2 separate regions of the Mus musculus genome follow, and region 2 is linked to region 1. Evidence: chromatin contacts called from public Hi-C data. All regions are on one chromosome and are shown on one strand. The core of a region is the stretch at or near the end of the contact, and the rest is flanking DNA. Distances in the headings are between cores, read along the strand shown. Region 1 overlaps Gm43837 (a long non-coding RNA gene). Region 2 overlaps Fam114a1 (family with sequence similarity 114, member A1).

Region 1 (7,643 bases), core at 1,650-4,149:
TGCTCAGAGGCTCTCTCTGCCACAGCTCTAAATCTGAGCCATCTCTCAACTCATCTCAAGCCATCTCAGGCAATCCTCTGTCTCCACTTCTCTATCCCAAGCCCTCGCAAATCTAAGTGTCCCGGTCCATCTCCTTTTGCCCAACCATTGACTGCTAGCATCTTTATTGATCAATCAAAAACCAATTGGGGACAAGGTCCTTCAGCATTTGGACACACAGATTCCTGATTAAATCAAAGCATTAGAACCAATCCTCAATACATCAGTCCAGACACAGGTTCAGAGACCCTGTCTAGGAGGAATAAAAAGGAGAGTAATGGGACAAGATCCCAGGTGTCCTTATCTGACTTCTGCCTACATGCATAGATAGACATGTACACATGAACATACATGTGCACATACACGACACACAGATACAAAAGCCATGTTTTTCTTTAGTCTCAAAAAACCCTGAAAAATCCCAGAGGCTGCAAGTTGCTCCTGCTTGAAATCCATGGAGATCACTAAGGCTTCTCTGAGTCAGCTAGGAGTCTGAATGAGCTCAGAAAACCAGGAGCTAACTGTGAGGAGGTGGTAGGGAGGGGGTGTCAGGGTGGGAGGGTTGCCACTAGCTTCTGCAGGGGATGGGGAAGAGGAGAGAGTGGGGAGAATGGAAGGAGGGGACCATCCAGCAGCTGGCCCAGCTGTGTGGCCTGTGCTGTCCTCCCTTTCTGGCCCTCAATTGCTCTTTGAACAGCTCTGCATTTATGGCCACTTGGACAAGCCCCGGCATTGTTTGCCTCTAGTATCTAAGGTCAGAGGCCTTAGAGGAATGGCATGGTTCTATTTCCTTAAATAGTGACTTGGGAATGAAATGAGTAAGCGTGTCTTTAATTAGCCATACCCCAGAGGCCTGCGGGGGTGGGGGGGTCTGGTAGATGGTGGGCCCCCTGCCAAGATCAGCATTGTGAGGCTGGTATTTGGTCCAGGGTGTGGGGGGGGGGGGAGGGTTCAGTGCTATGCATTATTTACCCTCCCTCCTCATCTCCTATTGTCCTATCAGCCTCAACTCCAATTCTGTCCCCATGTCAACATGAAGGATGCCCCGGAGCTGGAGAGAGGAAAGAAGGGAGCCCTTTCTGAGCAACTACCACAGCCTAGGCACTGTGCCAGACACTGGAAAGGGCAAGGTCAAAGATGGAAGGATCGTGCGGAGGTGAGCCAATGAAGGCTGAGCCCAGGCCACCTAGTCCCACAGTGGTGATGCAGTTAAAGCATAAGGGTCCCTGGCACCAGGGGAGGTTTCAGAATTGCTGTATCCCCTTTACTGCATTTTTCACACTCTGTAACCACACCACAGAGCCACCCCTGCTACAATCTCCACCCTGTTTCTTTCTGTTGCTTCCAGAACCTGCCTGGGTTCTCTTTCCTCAAAACCTCCAGGGGGCTGCTAGGCATCTCTACACTCTTTCTTTCTTCTCTCTCTGAGAGAAAATCCCTTTCCAGCCTCCCTCTGCTTACAGCTACCTTTCCTTCTGTTTCTTCAGTTCTTGTTGTCGATGTCACAGAAAAGAAAATGATCATTCAGAAAGAACAAAGGGAGGAGGCAAAGGAGCCTGCAAAGGAGATGCTGATTGGCTGAAGGTTTAAGGATGCTGCAAGTGTGGAAGCCAAAGAGGGAGAAGTGCCTGAGACCACCGCCCAGACAGGAGCCATAGCTGACTGTGGAAGGGAGACTAGGAATAGCCACAAGAAAGAAATTTCCATTCAGAAGGAATGGAACGGGCAAAAGAATTTGGGAAGAAGTTGAGTGGTTAATCTACTCAGGTTTTACCTTCTGATGTTGATGTTTCTAAGAAATTGTGATTGCAGAAAGGGTCAGAACATTTTCTGTCTTCTCAGCTACTCAGATTGGAATTTCAGAGTCCACTTGGGCTGGCAGGCTGAGACAGACAGTATCCCCAGACCATGTCCCCCATACCCCTTCCCACAACTCCCCCCCGCCCCCCCGCCCGTACCATCTTCACCTCCAAGGAATGAGGGAACACCTTGGGCAGGTCTGGGCAGGGCAGGCCTGTTTTGCCCAGGTCAGCTGTGGTCGCCTCAGGAATGAGAAAGAAAGCCTGACTATAAACAAGACTTTTTCCACGATCCCTTGATGTGCGCTCCTTATGGGAGGCACAGGACGTCCAGAGCTCTCTTCTCAGTGTTTGGCTAGGGCTTACCTGGCTTCACGCTCTTCACTCTCCTCTACCTCTTGACCTCACATGCTGATTTGTGCTTCTGGGGTCTTACATAATATGTTATCCTGGAATCATGTTTTAAATGGTGCTTTGTGAAAATGGCATTGCTGGGGCTAATGCTGCACCACAAAGTAATCCCTGGAGATGCGGAGTGTGGTCCAGGGCCAGCAGCATCAACATCTCTTGGGAACTTGTTAGAGATACAGGCCCCAGGGTCCTACCTGTGGGTGGAGTACTGCCATCAGAATTTTAACAAGCCCTATGGTGGGTCTGACTTTTGAGCATGCTCCAATTAGGAAGGAAGCTATTTAATGCCAGGAGATGGAACCCTGGGTTTGTAGACTTACCAAGGAACCAAAAATACCATTTGTCTGCTGCAAGACCCTAGGCTTGTTGCACCAGAGGCAGAGATGTGATTTCTTAGCAAGCTAATGAACCTTTGCTCTCCAAGATGGAGGGGGTGTGGGGGGGGGAGGAGCTTTTGACAAGGATGCAGGGGGTGGGGGACTTCCTGATGGGGGCAGGTGACCTTCACAGGAAGGGTTTTGGTTCCAGCACAACTACTGTGAAGGAATGCTCCCATTCAGAGCTGTAGGATGTCCTGAGGGGGGTGGGGGTGGGGGTGGGTACCTCCCTCCCTTCTTGGAAGTTGCCACACCTAATTCTCTAGCATGCCGGCCGGCTGGGAAGAGGAAATGGACTGTGACTGAAGTGAGAGAAGCTCAAATGCTCGGTGAGGGACTTTTCTGAGGGCAGTGCCTGGAACCAACTTTCAGTGTGGGTTGTGCAATCTCCTTTGGACATCTCTTCTTGGGGCAGGAGAATGGAACCGCTAAGTGTCCTGAAGGGACTTTGGTCCTGGCTTTTCATGATGTAGCTCTGTACTCCTGGGGAGATCCCTCAATCTTTCAGGGCCACTAAAGCCTTGCTCATACACCGGAAATGATGATAGCAAGACGGACAGAAGTTTGGCAGGTTTTGGGTACCATCCCAGGTAAGCACCAGTCAGTGCTGGGTCTAGAACAGTGCACTAAGCTTGAGTGGTGCAGACACTGTATCCCCCACACGCTCACTGAAAGGACAAGGGATTCATAGTCTCCCACTGAAGTAGCTGGAAGGCCACCACTCTGCAGCTATTTCAGACCTTTATGCTCAGCACAATATTACCATGATCCTGTTCCCAGAGCTTAATGGAACTCTAGAGAGGTGTTCTTCATGGTGTTTCCTATTGCTGGGATATCTCCTCTTCTGGTCACTTGTCTTTCAGGAGAGTGGTTGTAAGAAAGCCGTGAGGGCTTACATCTCTTCCCAGGCCTGAGGGAGGAAACAGGTAAAAAGAAGAGAAAAATGAAGTCTCTAGGGTAGAACGACAAGGTGTACAGGAGGTAGCAGCTCCCAGCGGGGCTCAGCTGGAGATGGTTGGAAGAGTGACTGTGTCTCCTTCCATCCGCGAACAGTGCAAGCTTCTGCCGGTAAAGGTCACAGCTTACGACGGGGTCTGTCTTTCTCAACACACGGGCTGAGATACAGGTCCTGGGCAGAGCCACTCATAGGAGGGGTGTCTGGTTCTTTGCTTTTAAGCTGTACCGGTGAGGGAAGGCAACTTTGATAGCATCGTAACTGATCAGAGATCAGTACATTGCATAGACCTTGACCATGCACATGGCTTCCGCCCCGGGTGTTATCCCTAGATATTTTATCGTGCCCCAGAGCAGGTGCAGGTCATGCAGGAGAAGCAGGCTGGAAGGGCCCTGGGAGGTCCCCTTTCTGCAGAGTGCTCTGGCCTGCCAGAGAACAGGAACCAACAGCAACAACAACAACAACAAAATCTGGAACTAATGCGTCTGGATTTTTCCCAAGTGGCCTGCTTTTCCCTGTGGGTGAGCTACAGGGTCCCTCTCATAGCCTGCCCTTCCCTCCTGTCCCCCTGTATGGTCATCTCCATGATGGCTAGATATTCCCTTTGTGGCCACCATTAGAAAGTTCAGCAGGGTGAGCTTTTCAGAAAAGCTGCTATTTAAAAACAGGAACCTGAAAGATACATTAACGGGGGGAAGTGGGCGATTATTTGTCTTTACTATATATAGGAGAGAGTCAGTTTATAACAGAATTATTTTTGTATGCTGTTTTTGCCGGAGCAGCCAGCCTGTCTCCTGATGCCAGTATGCAACTGATTTTTATAGCATCGCCTCCGCTCCATAGGGTCAGTCATCAACTGTCCCAGACCCTTCTTGCTATTTGTGGCTGCTTCTGGTGTCTGGAAAGGAACTCACTACCCATGGAGGTTCAGCGAGTTCTCCTTGGGCTGGCTACATGCAGCCTGAAGTAGAAAGAGCATATGGGTTTTCTAGCTGTACCCCATATCCGTTCTTCCCAAGGTACACTCTGCTCAAGCAGGCAAGTCTTCCTTCCCTGGAAGTGGCTGGTAGTTGAAGAGCCAGGAGAGTGTTTCCTCCACACATCATCTTCTGATCCTTTGGCTGGAATGATTGGTGTACAGTTGGAGACTGTCTGAGTGTGTTCTTAAAGTACCTGTGAATGTGAGTCCATTCCTTTGTGATTCGAAGAGCAGCAAAACGTGGTTTGACCAGTATCAGTGATAACAAGGAAGAGAGTGCTCTTGGTATTCCTGCCATCTGGCTTTCTGCCTCTCAAACGGGCTGGCTTATTTGGCTTTGATGGAGTTCTAAGTCTGTATCTAAAGGGAGTTATTTTAAAATGAAACTTACGTCTCTGAGGATTGTAAGGGTTCAGCTGCTCAGCCAGGGGACCAGGTTTCTAGACTTGGTGCCCACAATGTCTGGCCAGCCTCATTCCCAGCAAGTCACCGCTGCAAGTCACCACCACACCCAGGGTCGGGCATGCTCAGGAATGTGGCCTGTGCATTTGTCTCTGCAGTCTTGGATCACACTATGAGAGCAGTCAGAATATCTTTGTTCTGTGTCCAGGCCACCAAACCCTTAGAGAAGATCAAAAAATGTCTTCTCTTTACCTAGAGAAGACAACAGATGCTTACTCAATGAATGGATGGATGGCAGATGGATGGATAGCAGATAGATGGATGGCAGATAGATGGATGGATGGCAGATAGATGGATGGATGGATGATGGATGGATGGATGGACAGACAGACGGACGGACGGACGGACGGATGGATGGATGGATGGATAACTGTCTTTTACCCCAGCAGATCTATTACACTTGAGGAACTTTACTGAGTGCCTATTCCATGCCAGACTTTCTTCTAGATACATCATGGTATGTATCAAAGCTGACCAAAATAACCAAAGCCAAAAACAAAACCAAAAAAAAAAAAACCCCAAAAAACAAAAAAAACACCCCTCTCTTTCCTTACTTGCAAAGAGATTACATTTTAGCAGGGCAAAATAGATAAGCAATAAGCAAATTATACATGCATATATAAAATGTAATGTGTCCACCTGACATACACATATATGTACGTATACATGATGTCAGGAAGAGGAGGGACGGGATGCGTGGAGATCCAGGAAAGCTGAGCCATAAAAGAGAGTGGTCAGGGTTAGTGTCAGGGTGCCTTAGTGGACCCAAGACTTTACCAGATCATTTCCTCTGGCATTTTGGTGCTATCAGTTTTGCTTCTGTGTGTATGTGTAAACACACACAAGTCATATATAGGCCATAGCAGCATCCAGCAGGGGCCTCTATGCCTGCTCAGCATCTGACACCTAATAAATGTTTGATAAAATGTAGCCAGCTGGGGTCTGAGAGATGGTATATCGGTTAAGAACAATTGCTGCTTTTGAAGAGTTCCCAAGCTCAGGCCCCAACACTCAAGAAGGATGGCTCATCACTATCCTTAAGGTCAGCTTCATGGGATCCCAGGCCCTACCAGCCTCCAGGGAAACTGGTATACCCCACTCCCGTCTGTCACACACAGTTATCTACACACACAATAACATATAAACAAATAAAATGAATAATAAATATTTTAAAAAGTAGCCAGGTAGGTGAATGCTTAATAATTAATTTGCTAAAGAGGATTATTCCCCTCACATTATAGAAATGATAACTGTTCCACCGGCCTATTTTACATGTGTATGGTCTTAGTTAAGATTTCTAACGTGATAAACACCATGACCAAAAGCAACTTGAGAAAAAAATGAGTTGATTTTTGTCTTACACTTCTAGGTAACAGTTCATCCCTGAGAGAAGAGTTTGGGGCAGGAATTTGGTGGTAGGAACTGAAGTAGAGGCCATGGAGGGGTGCTGCGTGCTCCTCCTGGCTCACTCAGTCCATCTTCTTATATGATCCAGGACTACCCACCAAAGGATGGCACCGCTCACTGAAGGTGGGCCCACCCACATCAACCATTAATCGAGAAAATGCTCTGCAGGCTTGCCCACAGGTCAGTCTTGTGGGGACATTTTCTCAGTTGAGGGTCCCTCCTCAACTGACATAAGCTGACATAAAAGTAGTCAGTACACATGTATATAACTTGCCTGCTCTACTTCAGGTACCAAATGCCTTTGAGTACTTAACGAAGGGCATTCACCTTTGAGTTAGGCCTCAGAGCTTAGCTGTTCCAGCAGTCTCCGTGAATAGCATATTGTTAAGCATGGAACTCCTGTCCCTAAAGGAGCAGCTTTTCCTAAGCAGATTCTTCCATCCTGGCCAACCGTGCTCTGGGCAATGTTTCTGCTTCATGGGTCTGTTTAATGCTTGCTTTCCCTAAGGGGCTAATGCCCGTTTACCGAAAGTGATGCTGTATTGCCCTACAGCCTCGCAGTGGGGCTTAAGCAGGGAAATCCCTGCCCAGGAAGGGGAACAGATGAGAAGTTTGAGGTCCGAGCATCTGGACACTGGTTTGCTCTGTTTGGAGGGGCGAGCACATGGCCTCTCTATACTCTTTTGGCTCCGCCTGCCCCCAGCATGGGACACAGACAGCCTTGTCTATTGAGAAACTTAGAGGAACCCCTCTATATTTTGCATCAAATACCCCCTGCTTCTCAATCCTTTCCCATGGGCCAGTTACCACGTTTAAGTCTATTTTCCAGTATCTTCACTGAACTCCCACAGTAGTTGTGGGAAGTGTTGGTCACTGTCTACTTAATGGACACGAGGACCCAAGCCGACCACAGTTGCCAGGATGACAAATGGCAAAGTCAGAGCTTAGATTTAGGGCTTTTTGGATCCAAAAGTAGGCATTTAGCCACTAAAGGGTAGAGGTTTTGTGTTTTTGTTGTTGTTGTTTGCTGCAAAAATGGTACACTGTTCAAGGGAATAATTATGAAGGCTGCAGGAATGTGTGAGTGCAGGCAGAGGTAGATTCATTTATAATTCAAGATTCCGTGATGACAAAGAAAGGACAAATGTCTAACTCGTGTGCTGGTGGCAGTGGGTGAAGCTGAGCATGGGTGTAAACAATCACTGAGAGATGGG
Region 2 (7,643 bases), core at 3,201-5,700, 610 kb after region 1:
TAGAATGGTTCTCTCGGAGGAAGTGGATGGTCCAGCTGTTACGCTGAGTCAAACCTCTTCAGAATGGGGAATTTGTTACTAGATCAGCCAAAGGCCTACATGTTTGTTTGAAAAGTTGGTTGCGACAGTGTTATGACTGCAAATATCTAATGCCAGAACAGTTGATTGAGGAATAGAGTGCATCTGATATTTCTTTCTCAAAGTCACTCTGTCCTTTCCCATCCTCGCCCAGGTTGCAAGTTTTCACATTCTGGTGACATTCTCTACCAGCCCTTTCGAAACAGCATCAATGTTTATTGCAAAGAATGGCAGACTCATCAAAATTGTGCTACTGTGAAAACTTCCCTCTGTACAAATGTAACATCAATGGAAAGGAACTATCTATTTATCTATCTATCTATCTATCTGTTTATTATGAAGTAATGTTGATGATATAAAAATTCTTAAGGGTTAGGAACCCTGACTAATACAGGGTTCTCTAGAGGAATAGAACTTACAGAGTTAATATGAATATGTATGTATATGTATATGTGTGTGTATGTATGTATATCCCCTATATATTATATATATACATATATACATATATATGTGTATGTATATATGTGTGTGTATGTATGTGTGTGTGTGTGTGTGTGTGTGCGTGTGTGTGAAAATGTATTAGATTGGCTTACAGACTGTGGTCCAGCTAGTTCAACAATGGCTATCTACCAATGAAAGGTTAAAAAAAATCCAATAATTGTTCAGTCCACAAAGCTAGATGTCTCAACTCTTCAGTATATGTCAGAATCCTGAAGATGTAGGCTCTAATGCCAGCAAAGGAATGGACTGGCAAACAAAGGAAGAAAGAGAGCTTCCTTTTTCCATGTCCTTTATATAGACTACCTGCAGAAAGTGTGGCCCAGATGAAAGATGGATCTTCCTACTACAAAAGATCCGGATTAGAAGTGGGCCTCCCATTTCAAAGGGTTTAATTGAGAAAAAAGTATCTCACAGGTGGGCTCAGCCATTTGGGTTTAGTTGGTTCCAGATGTAGTTGAGTTGATAACCAAGAATAGCCATCACGGTTCATCCATGAAAAGGATGATGCTATTGATGCTACAGTTTCCCACAGTGCTTTGAAATCTCTGTATCAGGAACAAGACTGATGGATTTCTGGTGGGCTTTGATGCAAACATTGTCAGCTCAGTAGCACTTATTCTTATCCCTGACCCTAGGGTAGGGTATATTGAACATTGACCACAGAGAAATTTGCCCATCGTTTTGGAGAGCGAAGACTTTTCCAGAAAGAAAGTTGATTGTCACCTTTTAAAGCTGCATTTAGTTTGCTTATTTGAGCATGGCAGCCTCGATGTATCTTTTTCTAAAAAACTACATTCTACGACTTGTTATTATGTCTTGAATTCATTAAGAGAAGTGTCTGAGGCAAGATCAATATTTTTTAGATGACTGTCATTACAATTCACCCCCAAGAAGAGTGTAAGGCAAGACCTCTCCAAAGGGCAGTTGGCGTTCTCCATAGAGTTTGAAGTGCACATTCCTCTAAGTCCAGCCCACCTCTGCTGGTTCTTTGAAAAGCTCACTGATGTATATGTACAGAGATGGTCAATACAGAAGCCAGGCAGTGACTACTTACTGTATTGGGTGTGCCATAGTCACTTGAGTGTGAACAAATGAATTAAAGCTCCCTCCCCCAAGAGGGAGAAAAAAGCCAGCAGAGAATACACTCTCTGAATAGGAAAATTATACAAAGTTCCAGGAAGTGGCAAATATCTAAAAAATATACAAAATAGAAAAAGCTCAGAGTTGCTGGGAGTGTAGGTTAAAGTTTTTAAGAGGGTGCTGGGGCTAGGCTTTGATGATGTACTATCCGAACAAAGAGCTAGAGGAAAGGGTGGTTCAACGCGCATATATGAGCTAACAACCAAAATATACACCAATAAAGAACTGTTAGGGTGTGATCTACTTATTTTATTGCTGGGTATATATTCAGAAGGCTTGAGAGTAAGGTCTCAGAGAGTTATTGTATACCCATGTTCAAACTGTCATTATTCACAACACTAACATGTAGGTGCAAGCCATAGATCTGCCAATGGTATATATAACAAGCAGGGTATACAGTGAAATAATATGCAACCTTAAAAAGGAAGGGAATTCTGACACACACCACAAATGGATGAACCTTGAGTGGCGTTATGCTAAGCTAAACAAGACCAGGCACAAAAAGCAAGTACTGTGGGATTCCACTTGGATAGGGTTCTTAGAGTGACCAAAATCAGAAAGACACAGAGTAAAACAGAGGTTATCAGGGCCTGGTAGGTAGAGGGAGGAGGCGCTACTGCCTAATGGGTACAAATGAGGTCTGGAAGTGGACATTAGCGGTGTGTCTGCTCCATGAAACTGTGTAGTGGAGCACTTAAGAGGATACATTTTATGTTATACCCATTTCCCTCAAAACGTATTAGGGGAAAATTCAGCCACGTAGATCAGAGAACCAATTGATGGTTTTGTCTGTTTTGTATGTACTGTTTTTAAAAGAAGGAAATATATTTAAAAGAAAGCAATTTAGATGGGAAGAGACCTCCTCATGACGTAGCTGCAGCCCTTGCCATTGGCAAATATGTCTAACAGAAAGCAGCCTTGGGCTACCCGATCATGCTGTCTAGAGCTACAGCTATTCCTCTTTACCACTGGTCGGAGACCCAGCCTCCACAAGTATGCTATTTCATCTCTCTCTCCCAATGGGCTGGGCCTTTGGATTTGATAGGATTCACAAGAAGAGGACTTAAGAAGAATATTGAACTGGGGTGTGGTATCACCCCATACCCCATGGTCCCAACCCAACCGCATCCCCACGTCTTCCAGTACAGGGAGTGATTCCGAACATCAACCCTGACCGTGCAAGGCATGACTGGGATACAAGAGCCAGAGTAAGGCCACACTTCGAACATGGACTTCACCTTGCTGTGTGGTCAAGGTGAGGCAACTCAAGTTCAGGTTAGCATAAGTCAAAGTGTTCTAAAGAAGAGCCTGACCAAGGATCTGACCTTCAAGGTTAGAAGGCATTCTCAACTATAAAACTTCCTCAGTATGTCAAAGGGATTATACATGTTGGTTCTGGCATCAGATGGACTGGATTTAAATCCTGCTTCCCGCTTACCAACTTTGGGACCTTTGGCAGATAACGTTCTTTTGATTGACCTCAGTTTTCTCAGTTATGGAAGGGGTATTACACATCTCTTAGCACAGTGTTATTAAGAAAAGTAGACACTTTAATACAGTGTCTGGGATGTCCTAAAGGTATAGAGGAGAGATTTTGGAAGGTCGATATTATAATTCTCATGGCAGAAAAAGCACAGAAGCAGAGACACGCGGACAAATTAGGTAACTAAGTTAACATCACACAGCTAAGAAATTGTGGGACCAATGTCCTTGGCGGATTTCAGTCTAGATTGCTTTCATTTAGCGTGTAAGCACAGGTAATTAAAAAGCCAGATGGCCATGGAATGTTTTTAGAGGACACTGTCCTGCAACATTCTTGGGACATTCTTGCCCTCTTGTCTTGATTTGGGTTTGCTGGGTTTTTTTTTGTTTGTTTGTTTGTTTGTTTGTGTTTTTTTTTGTTTTGTTTTGTTTTGTTTTGTTTTCTGGTTTGGCTTTCCAGCACTCACCTACTGCAGCCTGAAAACCAGACCCAGTCCCAGCCTCAGAGCCTTGGGATTCCGGAGCCTTCCATGTTTTAGAATATTTAGGGTTTGTGGTGGTGTGAAGTTATTTCACAAACGACACCAAGTAGTGTCACACACATTTGTTGTCTTTTTCTTGTTAGTAGAAACCTCTGGAAATGGAGTCATTAGTCAAAAATAAAAGTCCCAGTGGCTCTGTTATGATTTCCTTATCTGGGCACTAGATGTCACACTAAGTCAAGCTTTGGAAGTGGCTCAGCTAAGTAGGGTGTGGCAGTCTCTACCTATTTAAAAAAAAATCACAATATTTAGGTAAATATAACGCTTAAATTTGAATTTCTAGGAAAATTCAGAAAGTACTTTCTTTTACTTACAAAAAAACTTAGAATTGTTAATCAGAGAACAGATAGCACCATGGTGAAATGCCGGCTTAAACACATCTTAGCTGCATGCACATGAAAACTGTCTTCCATTCCGAAAACAAAGGGGTAGTTCTGGAGACAGTTTATGCACACTTGTCTGTGGTCATGTGGGAGGCTTGTTCTTTTTTTCCCTTTGCTGTTTTGTTTGAGACGGTATCTCATGTAGCCCAGGCAAGCCTTGGACTTGTTAGGTAGCTGAGGCTAGTCTCTTACCTTCCTCTGCTTTCCAAGTGCTGGGACTACAGACTGGCCAAGATGAGAAGCAGCTCTCCCAACAGAGAAACAGACAAGACTAACCTACTGTGGAGGAAGTCAAAGAGGGGGATGTAAGGCCCCGGAAGATTAAAGAGCTAATAATGAGTGTGAGCGCCGCTGAGCCCCAGAGCTGAGCAAGCTGTGCCTCCAGAGATCACTTATTCCCTGACTTTGGCTCTCAGAAATCTATAGCTGTGAATTATGCGTGGAGAATTCTGCAGTCTCCTTTTGGAAAGTCTGTGTGGATGTTGTTGTTGTTGTTTTTAAACTACCTTGAAGAATATGAAGCCAACGACTTAAGTGTTTGCTGAAATTTCGATGAGATTCCATTGAAATGTTTGGAATTCTTTGGAGGCTAGAAAGAATTAATTCGAGTCAGATTGAAAGCTTATAATTAAGTCTTCGGCTTAGCAGTTTGTTTTTTTTTTTTTTTCCGAGTAACTCAGTAATGAGTTTGAGCTGTGTTTAATTATCTGCATGAGTGTAGGCACATATTTCTATTGTAATTAAAGCTGTAAATCATGTTTCCTAAGTTTTCAGGGTTTGTAGGTAATATATGATGACAAATAGCTTTCGTTGGAAGAAGCCAGTAAATACCATTGCCTGTGTTGCTTTGATAAATCAGGTTAGAACTGAGAAATCGGCCTTCTGTGTGTATGTGGGGGTGCATGTGTGAGTATGTGCAGAGGCCAAAGGCTAACCTCGAAAGTCAAAGGGTATTCCTCAGGATTGTGTCTGCCTTGCCTTTTGAAACAGCATGGCTCACTTGGCCTGAAATTTACTGATTCAGTTACAACGGCTGGATGTCAAGCCCCAGGGATGTATCTGTCTCTATGTCCCCAGCTCTGAGGCTACAAACTCATGCCACCACACCTAGATTTCCACAGGGTTCTATGCATTGATATCAGATCCAAAATACTACTCTTTTGAGTATGTATGAGTCTCATCTGTGTCTTCCTCTAACTCAAGAGATGGATGAACAGTCATTTGAACAGTGTTTTGTAATTCTGACTGGTTCTAGTTGACTCTGGTGTCTTCCTTTGACTTGGTTACCACTGCCTCGTGTTTGAACAACCCAGGGTCCCAGGATGCGTGCTTCCTTTCTCCTTACATGCCACGGCAGGTAGCAGGCACCCAGATGGAGGGGGCACAGGCTGTTTTTCCTTCTAGAACTCCAGTAGCCATGAGGACCGCAGTGGTCTACCAGTGCTTTGATCCCTTCCTCCTGTCTAAGAAAGGCTTACCCCATCTTAGTGCAGGGTGTCAAGCTGTCTGTGGATGAAATAGAAGACTCTTTTCTATCAAGTCAAGGGTTGGTTTTTACCCAATGAGTGGGAAGGTCTGCTCTGTACTCCTTACCGAATCCCAACTGTGCCAGTGTCTTGGAAATAAAGACTGTCCCTTCTTGGAAATACAGGTGCTATTAGTCTGATGGAGTCCGTGACCTTCAGCCTACTTTGGACTGCTACTCCTTCCCAATTTCCCCACTGAGTGACCCTTTGATTTAGAGCTGTCAGCTCAAGACCTTTCATGGTGTACGTTTGAGGAACTGTAGTGTTATTTTTTTATTTGTTTGTTTGGAGGGCTTTGTTTTGTTTAGAGACACGATCTTGCTAAGTAGCCCACACTGACCTAGAATCTTATGCAGACTAGGCTAGACTCAAACTTGCCATCCTCCTGCCTCAGCCCCCTGAGTGTTAGGATTATATGCCACCATACATATAATCCTAGGAACATATTATACATAGGTTTATACATAGGAACGTATTGAAGGTCATCTGACTTCAATCCAGCCCATGTTAACTGAGCACCTGCCATGTGCTAGGACTTCAAAAAGCCAACAGCGACCACAAGAGAACGATTGATCAGCCATATGACACTTTAGAAAACAGGATGAAGACATGCCTTTCAAAGACGCTGACTTGAGTTTGGAGTTTCCCTGTTAAAAACAGCCACCATGGCAGAAGCCAAAAGGGGTCTGGGAACATAGTGAGGAAACTGAGTCACAAAAGAGAGTGGCTTTAAGGCCACTCAGCCTGACCATGCTGAGTTCATCTTTGGATCCTACCACAGGGAATCTGAACACATTGCTGCCATTCAGGGTAGAACCCCGCAGTCCAGATGGTCTTGTGAGATTAGTCTAGGGTCACAGACTGTGCAGATTGTAATGTCTCTGTGAACTATATATTTATGTCCTTGCAGGTCATGGATTAACAGCAGTCAAAGAAAAGGCAGGGGCAACCCTACGAATCCACAGTGCCAATTCTGCATCTCCCGAAGGGGCCCCAACTGATGCTGAAAACGGAATCTCTGGAAGTGAGTGGCGTGCTCGCCTGGTGTTTTGTTACACCCGTGTGCATGACTACACAGTGGGGAAAAGCCCAAGTTCAGATCAGCAAAATGCATTCTAACCAGGGTGTTATTTCTTGCCATGACAGATGTGACTCCAGATCAGGACCCTGCCAGAGGCCCCCACACTCCTCCTCCACCAGGGGCGGCAGGGTCGAGAGGCATGCTGTCAGCCCTCACCAATGTGGTTCAAAACACGGTGAGTCCCTAGAGGCCTCCCCTGTTTTCCCTAGTGGCTCAGTTCTTTTGATCTTTGCAGCTTGTGACCTAGATACATCAGAGAGAAGGCTGCCTCACTCCTGACTTTGGATTCCAGTTTGTTATGCTTTCTGCTACAGAGTAGCTATAACCTTGGATCTGAAATAATAAGGGCAAGATGAAATGCAGTCTGTGTTTAAAAGAAGAGAGTGGTTTAGAAGATTTTTTTTCCAATCTGATCTAACAGTGTCCCTTCTAGCTGCTTCAAGGACGGCATTTAGGTGAGGGAGGGAACTTGGAGCTGGGACAGCTGTTCTTCCTGGATCAGGTCTCAGTTCTCTTAAAATTGGAAATCCTTCAAAGCAAAAAAGGACTAGTAATGACTCAGGGAGAATAACTCAGAGACCAACCCAGCCATAGCCTCCCTCCTGATCCCTACAGCCCCTTTCCCTGCAGAACCCTAAACGTACACCTGAAAGTCTTATTTTTCCATTGTTTGTTTATTCCTTTTTATTTAAGTTGAATTGATTTTTTTTAAAGACAGATACTCAACCATCTCACTCCTCCAGGAAGCTCGCTATTGATGATAAACATTGAAAGGAAGCAGAGGTACCACAGTGAGAAGAGGAAGTCAGCAGGTCCTTAGCACCAGGAAGACAGGAGTCTACTATGTAGAACAAGCTAACTATATTTTCTAGAAATATGGGCTCGTGCCCTTTTTAGTCATTTATCCATT

What was found. Hi-C and Micro-C count contacts between places; a contact is called where the count stands out from the background.
Region 2: a contact with region 1 is called in a Hi-C map of bone marrow-derived macrophages, with 14 read pairs. The contact joins two enhancer-like sites. A contact is called at or near these places in 2 of 15 datasets of contacts at CTCF or cohesin (large pre-B cells and stem cell-derived epiblast-like cells), 9 of 484 Hi-C or Micro-C datasets (CD4 T cells, CD8 T cells, adipose-derived mesenchymal stem cells and 5 more), 3 of 115 datasets of contacts at active chromatin or transcription factors (T-cell acute lymphoblastic leukemia, memory CD8 T cells and pancreatic cancer cells) and 1 of 9 other capture datasets (embryonic stem cells).

The regions. Positions count from the first base shown.
Region 1 is chr5:64,388,687-64,396,329 of GRCm38.p6, forward strand. Gm43837 (a long non-coding RNA gene) reads left to right here. Exons shown (of 3, transcript XR_003955925.1): 3 at 1,043-1,189. Among named protein-coding and RNA genes, the nearest start is that of Gm43837, 15 kb to the left of the region's middle. Within about 2 kb of position 2,900, at least 53 of the 459 cell types and tissues checked have an H3K27ac peak or open chromatin away from gene starts, as enhancers often do. A contact at or near this core is called in bone marrow-derived macrophages, where this site is marked.
Region 2 is chr5:64,999,236-65,006,878 of GRCm38.p6, forward strand. Fam114a1 (family with sequence similarity 114, member A1) reads left to right here. Exons shown (of 14, transcript NM_026667.3): 4 at 6,563-6,676; 5 at 6,799-6,908. All of the region lies in intron 2 of Gm32374 (a long non-coding RNA gene), which reads right to left. Among named protein-coding and RNA genes, the nearest start is that of Gm32374, 17 kb to the right of the region's middle. Within about 2 kb of position 4,451, at least 37 of the 459 cell types and tissues checked have an H3K27ac peak or open chromatin away from gene starts, as enhancers often do. A contact at or near this core is called in bone marrow-derived macrophages, where this site is marked.